2 separate regions of the Sus scrofa genome follow, and region 1 is linked to region 2. The links are chromatin contacts, called in public HiChIP or PLAC-seq maps. All regions are on one chromosome and are shown on one strand. Each heading gives the region's core, a stretch centred on a gene start, on an enhancer-like site or on the middle of the called end of the contact. The rest is flanking DNA. Distances are from core to core; before and after follow the strand shown. Region 1 holds the start of XXYLT1 (xyloside xylosyltransferase 1). Region 2 holds the start of FAM43A (protein FAM43A).

Region 1 (4,103 bases), core at 1,141-3,640, 610 kb after region 2:
GTAGTCTCCGTGCCTCTGCTGCATGGCCAGCATAGGGATGGGAGATAAGACGTCTTGTAGTCACAGCACAGGGAGGTATGCAAGGAAGAGGCAGACGTGTCTTTCAGATGGGGATTCTTTGGAAGGCTCCAAGGGGGGGGCTGGCATCTGAAGATGGGCAACTCTCAGTGATGCAGAGAGTAAGGGTACCCTGCCAGTGGAACGACGGAAGAAGGGGCAGGTAGGCCGGACAGCAGAGGGTATGTGACAAGACACTGTAGCTGGAGCTCAAGGAGACAGTAGAGCCCTGGCAATGTGGTACAGTAGGCGGGAGTTACAAACTCTGACTCAGAAAGTGAAGCGATGACAATGACAGTCTTCGAGCTGATGTCTGGAGAGCCAGTCAAATCCCAGTTTTGCACAGACTGGCCCTATGATCAAGGGCCCTTGGTTTGCTCCCTGGGACTAGCACAGAATCTCTCAAACATTAGAATCCTAAGGGCCACCCCCAGAGACTGCAATTAGGGAAACTGAGCCCCAGGCTGAAAAACCCCAACAGAGACAGTGGGTCTCTGGGGCCCCTCCAGCCACAAGTTCCAGGACCTGGATTTCTATATCATGGACTCTCTGACTACGGTGGGTGTTCCTGGAGGGCTCATTTCTTCTGGGCAGGGGAAGCTGGAATAGAGATCTGTCAAGGGCTGGGCACAGATTGTCCCTAAGTCTATGGACATTCCTGGGGGAGTTGAAAGCAAAGAGTGGCCAAAGGCCCAGGAGAGAAGGAAGGACATTCTGGGTGGAGAAGAGAGCTTGTATAAAGGCTCATTCAGTACAATTAAGATCTAAGGTACATGCAGAGGAAGGACAAAAATGTAGGTTGGAGTGGAGAGCCAGGCCCACCACCCAGAAATCGATTCTGTAGTCAACAAACAAGAGACCTGGAGGCCTGCAGGATGCTGGCATCAGCTCCCCTCACCACCCCTCCCCCCACCATCAGGCTCCATCTTTTAAGATCACCTACTATTCCTATTCCAAAATCAGTCCCCTCTGTGCAACCATGAGGTTAAAAGGAGGCAAGCAATTTAACTGAGGCCATTGACACTAAGCTAGGAATCCCCGAGCAGAGCCAGGTGGTGAAGCCAGAGGATGAGGAGGCAGGTTGGTCCAATGACTAGCTCTGCCCTGCTCTCCCCAGATCTTATCTGTACCTCCTGGAGCGTTCTCTTCCTCCCTGGGAAGAACCCTCTGCTTCTCTAAATGAGCTCATGACCCTAGAGGGTGGGGGAGAAGGGACACATAAAGGAGATGAGGTGGTTCACACTGGAGCTTGACCAGTTCCGACTGAGATACCTTGGAGCTATGAGAAATGCCACTGTAACTTCAAGAATTCAAGAGGCCTACGACCCTGTCTATCAGATTCTGCAGCAGAAGAATACTGGTGCTTCAAATGACCTGTTCCATCCTCAAAAGCCAAAGACTGGAGGAGATTAAAAAGAGGGGCAGACTGGAAGGCACTCACCAGTGAACCCTGCAACGCTAGTAAGGAAGGGGCGTGCCGATTCTCAAGGGGGCCACAGTTAAAGGGGGATACCAGGTCAGGGTAGTCAGCTAACGCCGAGGCACCCACCCGGACACGCCCCCGACGATGCCTCCAGTCCACTTCGGGGAGAGGGTGCGAGTTGGCGTTGACAGTAGGCAGCGCAGCGAAGTCGCCTCCCTCCCGACCCCCTGAGCCTGGTGGGGCGCGCGCACTGACAGAGCCACCCGCCCGGAGCCTCCAGCTGAGGCCCCTGCTCACCTTGCACTTGAAGCCGGCGGCGGGCGGCAGCAGCTCTCGCAGCAGGGCCTTGGCCACCTCGCGGCTGGCCTCCTCGCTCACGAAGTGCAGGTTAAGCACCTCATTCGCCTCGAACTTAGCAAGGCGCAGCAGGGAGCGGAGCGCGATGCGAGCCTTGGCCTGCAGCGCGGCATTGTGTTCCGCCTTGGTGAACATCATCAGCAGGTGGTAGTCCACCGGCCCAGCCCCGCCGCTCTCCAGGCTCTTGGCCTTAGCACCCAGGGCTGGCGCCACGGAGCCCCGCGCCACCTCCAGCACCGGCGGCGAGGGCACGGCTGGGGCCCCGGCGCGGGCCTCCTTCAGCCTCTTGGTGGCGCTGGAGAAGGTCTCCCGGCCGGAGCCGAGGTAGTAAAAGGCACAGACCGCAAGCGCCGCGGCCAGGAGCAGCGCACAATAGTGGGAGCGCACAGCGCCCAGGCGTGCCATGGCCCGAGCGCATGGGGGCACGCCTCGGAGGAGACCCATGCGCCACCAGCCCGCCGACACAGAGCAGCCGGGAAACTGCAGCGGAGACCAATACCCCGGCAGCCACTTAGTAGCTCAGTCGGCGGGCGGCAGCCATGGCGGGGGCGGAGCCTTGCTGCCGAGGGCCAATCCACGAGCGCTGATGCTCGAGAGGCGGGGCCAGGGCTGTCCTGCAGCCGCTGGGTCCTAGGCTCGGAAGGATTACAGCCGAGATGTGCCGCGAGTTCACGGGATTCACTCCCGACCCCCGACCCCCATCCCCCAGGTGGTCAGAGGATCTGGTGAGGACCAAGACAGAGAGGCCAGCTGGCTATACCGTCTGTGAAAAATGGCCCTCTTAAGTGCCCAGCCCCAGACGCTAGAAACCAAAGCTAAGCCCTCGGCTACTCAAAAGACTAAATTGGGCAAAAAACATTTTTCTCTTATACCGTTATTCCTCTAATTTCTTGAAGGCCTCAAGTCCTCTCTCTGACTCCTTTCACACCTTGGAGTTTAGCTGGGGCTAAAGAATTTACACTGGCCACTCCTTCCCCATTCTCAGTGAAGGTGGAATGACAACCAAGGTGTAAATCGCCTGCCCACCTCACTTGCAACTCTGAGGCCCACTGGAAGCAATTTAAAGGTGTGGCCACCAGGGGGGCCCAAATGCCCAAAATTTAGAGGAGCCCAGAGCTCTGAAGGGGAGTAATACCAAAGATCGTGATACTCCTTAAACACACACACACACACACACACACACACACACACACACACACACACACAAAACACAAAACAAAAACTTAAACATTTTAAAAAAGACTTAATATGTAACAGGTAATTTTGCAAATTCTTTTTCCTTTTGGCTACACCTGTAGCATGTGGAAGCTCTGGGGCCAGAGATGGAAACAGCAGCACAGCAGTGACCACAGCTTGCAGGAAGGTGGGATCCTTAACCCACTGAGCAAGACCAGAGATCAAACCTGCATCCTCACAGAAACAACATCAAGTCCTTAACCCACTGAACCACAACAGGAACTCCAGGAAATTCCTAACTGAGGCACAGCTGAGGTCACTCGTCCAAGGTCACACAGTGGCAGTTTTGACAGTATAGTTGGACACTGCCAACTACATAAGTAAACATGCACAAGGGTCTGCATGCTTGAAAGAGGTGCAGGTGAAAACACAGGCACACACAAATTCCCTCCGCCCATTTATTGTAACATCCCATTATTTCTCAACTGGGTTCCCAGAACACAATTCATCTCATTTTTAACTCTTGTTCTTTTCAACTGGAGCAACATTTATCTGAATAATACTGGACTTCCGAAGCAGTCTTGGCAACAAACTCAACATACTACTCACCTTGCGGGGCAGAGTGGGGACCGCAATAGCAGAGTGAACTTGCTTGAATAACAGGGTTTTACTTTAGTTCATTTAATCCTCACAACATTAAGAAGCAGTGTTATTTGCACTTGACAATTGAGGAACATGAGATTTAGAGAAACTAACTCCCCAAATGTAGTTGACTAACAAATAATGGAGCCAGGATCCTTACCCAAGTCTTACCATTTCCACGCTAGGGGTCCAATCGGAGCTGTAGCTGCCAGCCTATGTAGCTCCCAGCTATGTAGCTCCACAGCCACAGCAACACCAGATCCAAGCAGAATCTGCGATTTACACCACAGTTCACAGAAACCCCGGATCCTTAACCTACCAGTAAGGCCAAGGATTGAACCCACAACCCCCTGGTTCCTAGTTGGATTTGTTTCCACTGTGCCATGATGGGAACTCCCTAAACACCAAATTCTAAAACGAAGTCTAGAGATCCAACAAGTGCAAAATA
Region 2 (3,994 bases), core at 766-3,265:
TAAAGGTCACTTAGCACAGGTTCATTTGGTGTTTTTTATTGGAATTTTTTGTTTGGAGCACATGCCATCTACTTCATTGCCCCTGCAAGATATTCCAGAAATGCAAGTAGAAGAGAAATTCACTTGGGTTTCAATGGCTTATTAGAGTCCTAACCAGCTCATTCCAACACCCTGCCTCCATTAACCCTCAGTGCAGCTCAGGAGCAAAGCATTATAGCTCTGGTCTAATGACACTTTGGGGCCAGTCAGCCATGAAAAGGCCAGTCCTTCCCTCAGGGACTAGGAGGGCCCCAAATGCATGAATAGGAGACTTTCTTGTTTGATCAGGAAATTTTCTTCTTTCATTGTCGCAATCATTAAACACCACCCTAACCTGCACATGGGCATGCATTTTTATGGTCTCTAATTTTGCTACTCTCTATATCTGGAAAGCCCTTCAATTCTTCCCTGCTTGACACAATCCTGTTCATCCTTTAAACATCACCATCTCCGTGGAACTTTCTCTGATTTTCCTAGTCACAAAGAACTTTTTTCTCCCCGTTTCTCAGAATACTTTGGGTCCTTCTCAGGGCATTTTGTTCACTCTGAATTCCTGTGCACATGCATGTTTCATTCATTCATTCAAAAATTAAGTGATGCCAGGCACTGGGGGCAACAAGGGGCTCTCATAGAACCTGCATTCCAGCAGGAGCCCAGAGCTGGGTGAAGTTTACATCCTTCATTGGACTGGGAGGTTGTTGGAGACAGGAATTGAGTCTGCTCTCAGCTCTGGGACTAGCACCAAAAGGTACTCAGGAAAGTTAGTTATATTGAAACTCAGCACCAATGACGCTGAGAAAATTGGGTTAGAGTTCAAAGAAAGGTTAAAAGGGTAGATGGCCAGAGAATTTCATCTACATTGAAGAGCTATGCTGGTTCTGAAACCAGGACCTGACTTGGAAGCCAAGACATCCAGATCTCCAGGGTATGGGGTCTGGGGAGCAGGAGGGTCCACTGCCCTCCTCTGGGATGAGCTTGGGAATTTGAGGCAGAGTCATCCAGACACTTATGACCCATTCCAGCTAGAAGTGGTCTTGCTTTGATTGAGCAGAACATAGAGGCAATCCGGTTGTTTTAAGGGCCCAGAAATGAGTTACTAGCCAAGGGTCAGGCCGGTCAGATGATTAAAGCGACATTGTCCAGATGGCACTAGAGAAAAGAATGATTAATGCTAATCATTCTTGGTGTAGGGCGGCCGGGCATTATTTGACACAAATTTAAAAAGTCCTTTGAATTTTTACTAGGAATTCTTATCCATAATGTGACAAGGATGTAATAAAACCGAATGACTGGCCTGACAAAGTAAAATGAATTCCAACCAGACCCAAGCATTACTTAGAAATGGTATACATCTCTATAACCCGCTCTACTCTGAGGCTGATGGAAGGAGCATTGCTGGGGGTTAGGAGTGGTAAGACCTTATTTGTCAGATCTATACTATAGTATTACTTCTAATCGTCAACTACCACTCATCTCACTGTTCACTGTCTGCTCTGTACCTGTGGAGAAAGGGTTCCTCCATAGTGAGAGATAAGTCTCAGTGGTTTCCTTGCCCCTCTTTATTTTAATAAAATACAATTCTGAAAAAAAAAAATTAAACGTCACCCAGTCATTCTCAGCAGTCACACGCGGAATCACTATTTCCCCTACCTTTGGGCATATCGAATTATAGCCTAAATCCCATCTTGCACCACCTTCCCCAGAAGTTTCGATGGAGACACACATTTACTCAGTGAGTTGCGATTCAGCCTAGGGGTGGAGTGTCAGAATTCAGGTTGCTTTTCCTGCGGGGTAACCCCAGGTCTTGGCGATTTTCGCAGATAAAAGAGACGCAGGTAAATTTGGGTTGTAATGGCCAGATTGGACCGGTCTCCCCTTTCCCTCGTCCAAGGGCTGCAACCAGGTCCCTTTAAGAGACCAGGAACCCGTGGGGCGTCGGAGTCCGAAACGGAGCCTCTTCGCTGCTCCTCCCCTGTCCCCGCGCGGCGAATGGTTTGTGCCGGCCTATATTTACCCGAGATCTTCCTCTCGGACGGCAAGGATGTGAGGCTGGCGAGGCGGCTACTGCTCGTGGCACCGGAGGGGGCGCGCTGCAAAGGCGGGCAGCCGAGCGAAGAGATCCCGGGAGCGGAGTTGGACACTCTCCGGAGGGAAGAAATGAGGTAGCGACCGTCCCCGGAGCGGGCTATGCGCGTGCCCTGCCCTCGGAGCCCCGCGCTGCCCCGGCCGAGCCAGCCCGGACAGTGAGCCGGCGGAGCCGGAGTCCCCGGCGTCCTGCCGGAGCGAAGATGCAGTGACCCACCGAAGGACTGCTGCGCGGGGCCCGCTGGGGCCAGCCGGACCCACCATCTGAGTGCACTTGGGGCAAGCAGCTGATTCTGGGACCCGCTCGGCCGAGGGGCTTTTTGCCTCCAGCACCCCTTGGGGTGGGGAGCACTGGCTCCTGGGCACACTCGCGGTTGTTTCCGCGGTTTCTGGCCCTAGCCCTGGGGGTTGAGTGTGTGAATGTGAGAGGGGGGCCCTTTTCACCTTCGCCGAGGAGTTCCTGCGTATTCTCGCACCATCCCGGCTGCTCTTGCTGGGGCTCTCTCATTTATTTGCACGCGCGTATCTCTCTCTCTCTCTTTTTTTTCCTAAAGACATTTTCCGCTCCACTCTCGTGCTGTCTTTCTCTCATTTGGCTTGCCTAAGACTCTTTGCCCTCGTCCTGCCCAGGCTGGGGTAAATCTGTGTTCGTCCCCCCTCCCCCCAACTCCCGCAGTTAAACCTTTTCTTCTTTTTAAAAATTCTTTCCCTACCTCTTTCGGCGGGGTTCCGGAGCGCTATACACGCCCCCGCCCCCACTCCCTCCGACCCGGCCACTCCCAGCAGAGTTTTATTTTTCGGTCTTGCCCGGGCCCAGCCCGGCCGGGGCGGGTGGCTCAGCCGGGCTTCCACCCGGCGCTCCGCCGCCACCGCCGCCAGCTGCGCGGGGGCGCCCTCCGGAGATGCTGCCGTGGAAGAAGCATAAGTTCGAGCTGCTGGCCGAGGCGCCGCCACGGCAGGCGTCCAAGCCCAAGGGCTACGCGGTGAGCCTGCACTACTCGGCGCTCAGCTCGCTGGCTCGGGCTTGCCCCGAAGGCGCGCTCAGCAGGGTGGGAAGCATGTTCCGCTCCAAGCGCAAGAAGCTGCATATCACCAGCGAGGACCCTACTTACACCGTGCTCTACCTGGGCAATGCCACCACCATCCAGGCGCGCGGCGACGGCTGCACTGACCTAGCGGTGGGCAAGATCTGGAGCAAGAGCGAGGCGGGCCGTCAGGGCACCAAGATGAAGCTGACTGTGAGTGCGCAGGGTATCCGCATGGTGCACGCCGAGGAGCGCGCGCTGCGCCGCCCAGGCCACCTCTACCTGCTGCATCGTGTTACCTACTGCGTGGCGGACGCGCGACTGCCCAAGGTCTTCGCCTGGGTGTACCGGCACGAGCTCAAGCACAAGGCAGTAATGCTACGCTGCCACGCGGTGCTGGTGTCCAAGCCCGAGAAGGCGCAGGCCATGGCCCTGCTGCTCTACCAGACGTCCGCCAACGCTCTGGCGGAATTTAAACGGCTCAAGCGGCGGGACGACGCGCGTCACCAGCAGCAGGAGCTGGTGGGCGCGCACACCATCCCCCTGGTGCCGCTGCGCAAGCTGCTCCTGCACGGACCCTGCTGCTACAAACCGCCAGTGGAGCGCAGCCGCAGCGCGCCCAAGCTCGGCTCCATCACCGAGGACCTGCTTGGCGAACAGCAGGAGCAGGAGCAGGAGCTGCAGGAGGAAGAGGAGGAGGAGCACACGGACGGCTGCCTGAATGAGGAGGAAGAGGATCGAGCCGGGGAGGGAGGCCCGGCAGAGCAAGAGGCAGAGGCGCCGCAGGAGCTCGTGGTGGCCATGCACTTCGAATGCGGGGACTTGCTGGAAACGCTGGAAAGCAG

What was found. HiChIP or PLAC-seq counts read pairs in DNA pulled down with a chosen protein or histone mark.
Region 1: a contact with region 2 is called in an H3K27ac HiChIP or PLAC-seq map of skeletal muscle. The contact joins the promoter of XXYLT1 here to the promoter of FAM43A in region 2. A contact is called at or near these places in 5 of 5 promoter capture datasets (fetal liver, fetal skeletal muscle, liver and 1 more), 30 of 47 Hi-C or Micro-C datasets (adipocytes, adipose tissue, alveolar macrophages and 17 more) and 2 of 2 datasets of contacts at active chromatin or transcription factors (alveolar macrophages and skeletal muscle).

What each region holds. Positions count from the first base shown.
Region 1 is chr13:132,267,596-132,271,698 of Sscrofa11.1, forward strand. It overlaps XXYLT1 (xyloside xylosyltransferase 1), which reads right to left and starts at 2,391. Exons shown (of 4, transcript XM_021070076.1): 1 at 1,778-2,391. The coding sequence starts at 2,281.
Region 2 is chr13:131,660,459-131,664,452 of Sscrofa11.1, forward strand. FAM43A (protein FAM43A) reads left to right here and starts at 2,016. Exons shown (of 1, transcript XM_003132600.4): 1 at 2,016-3,994. The coding sequence starts at 3,027.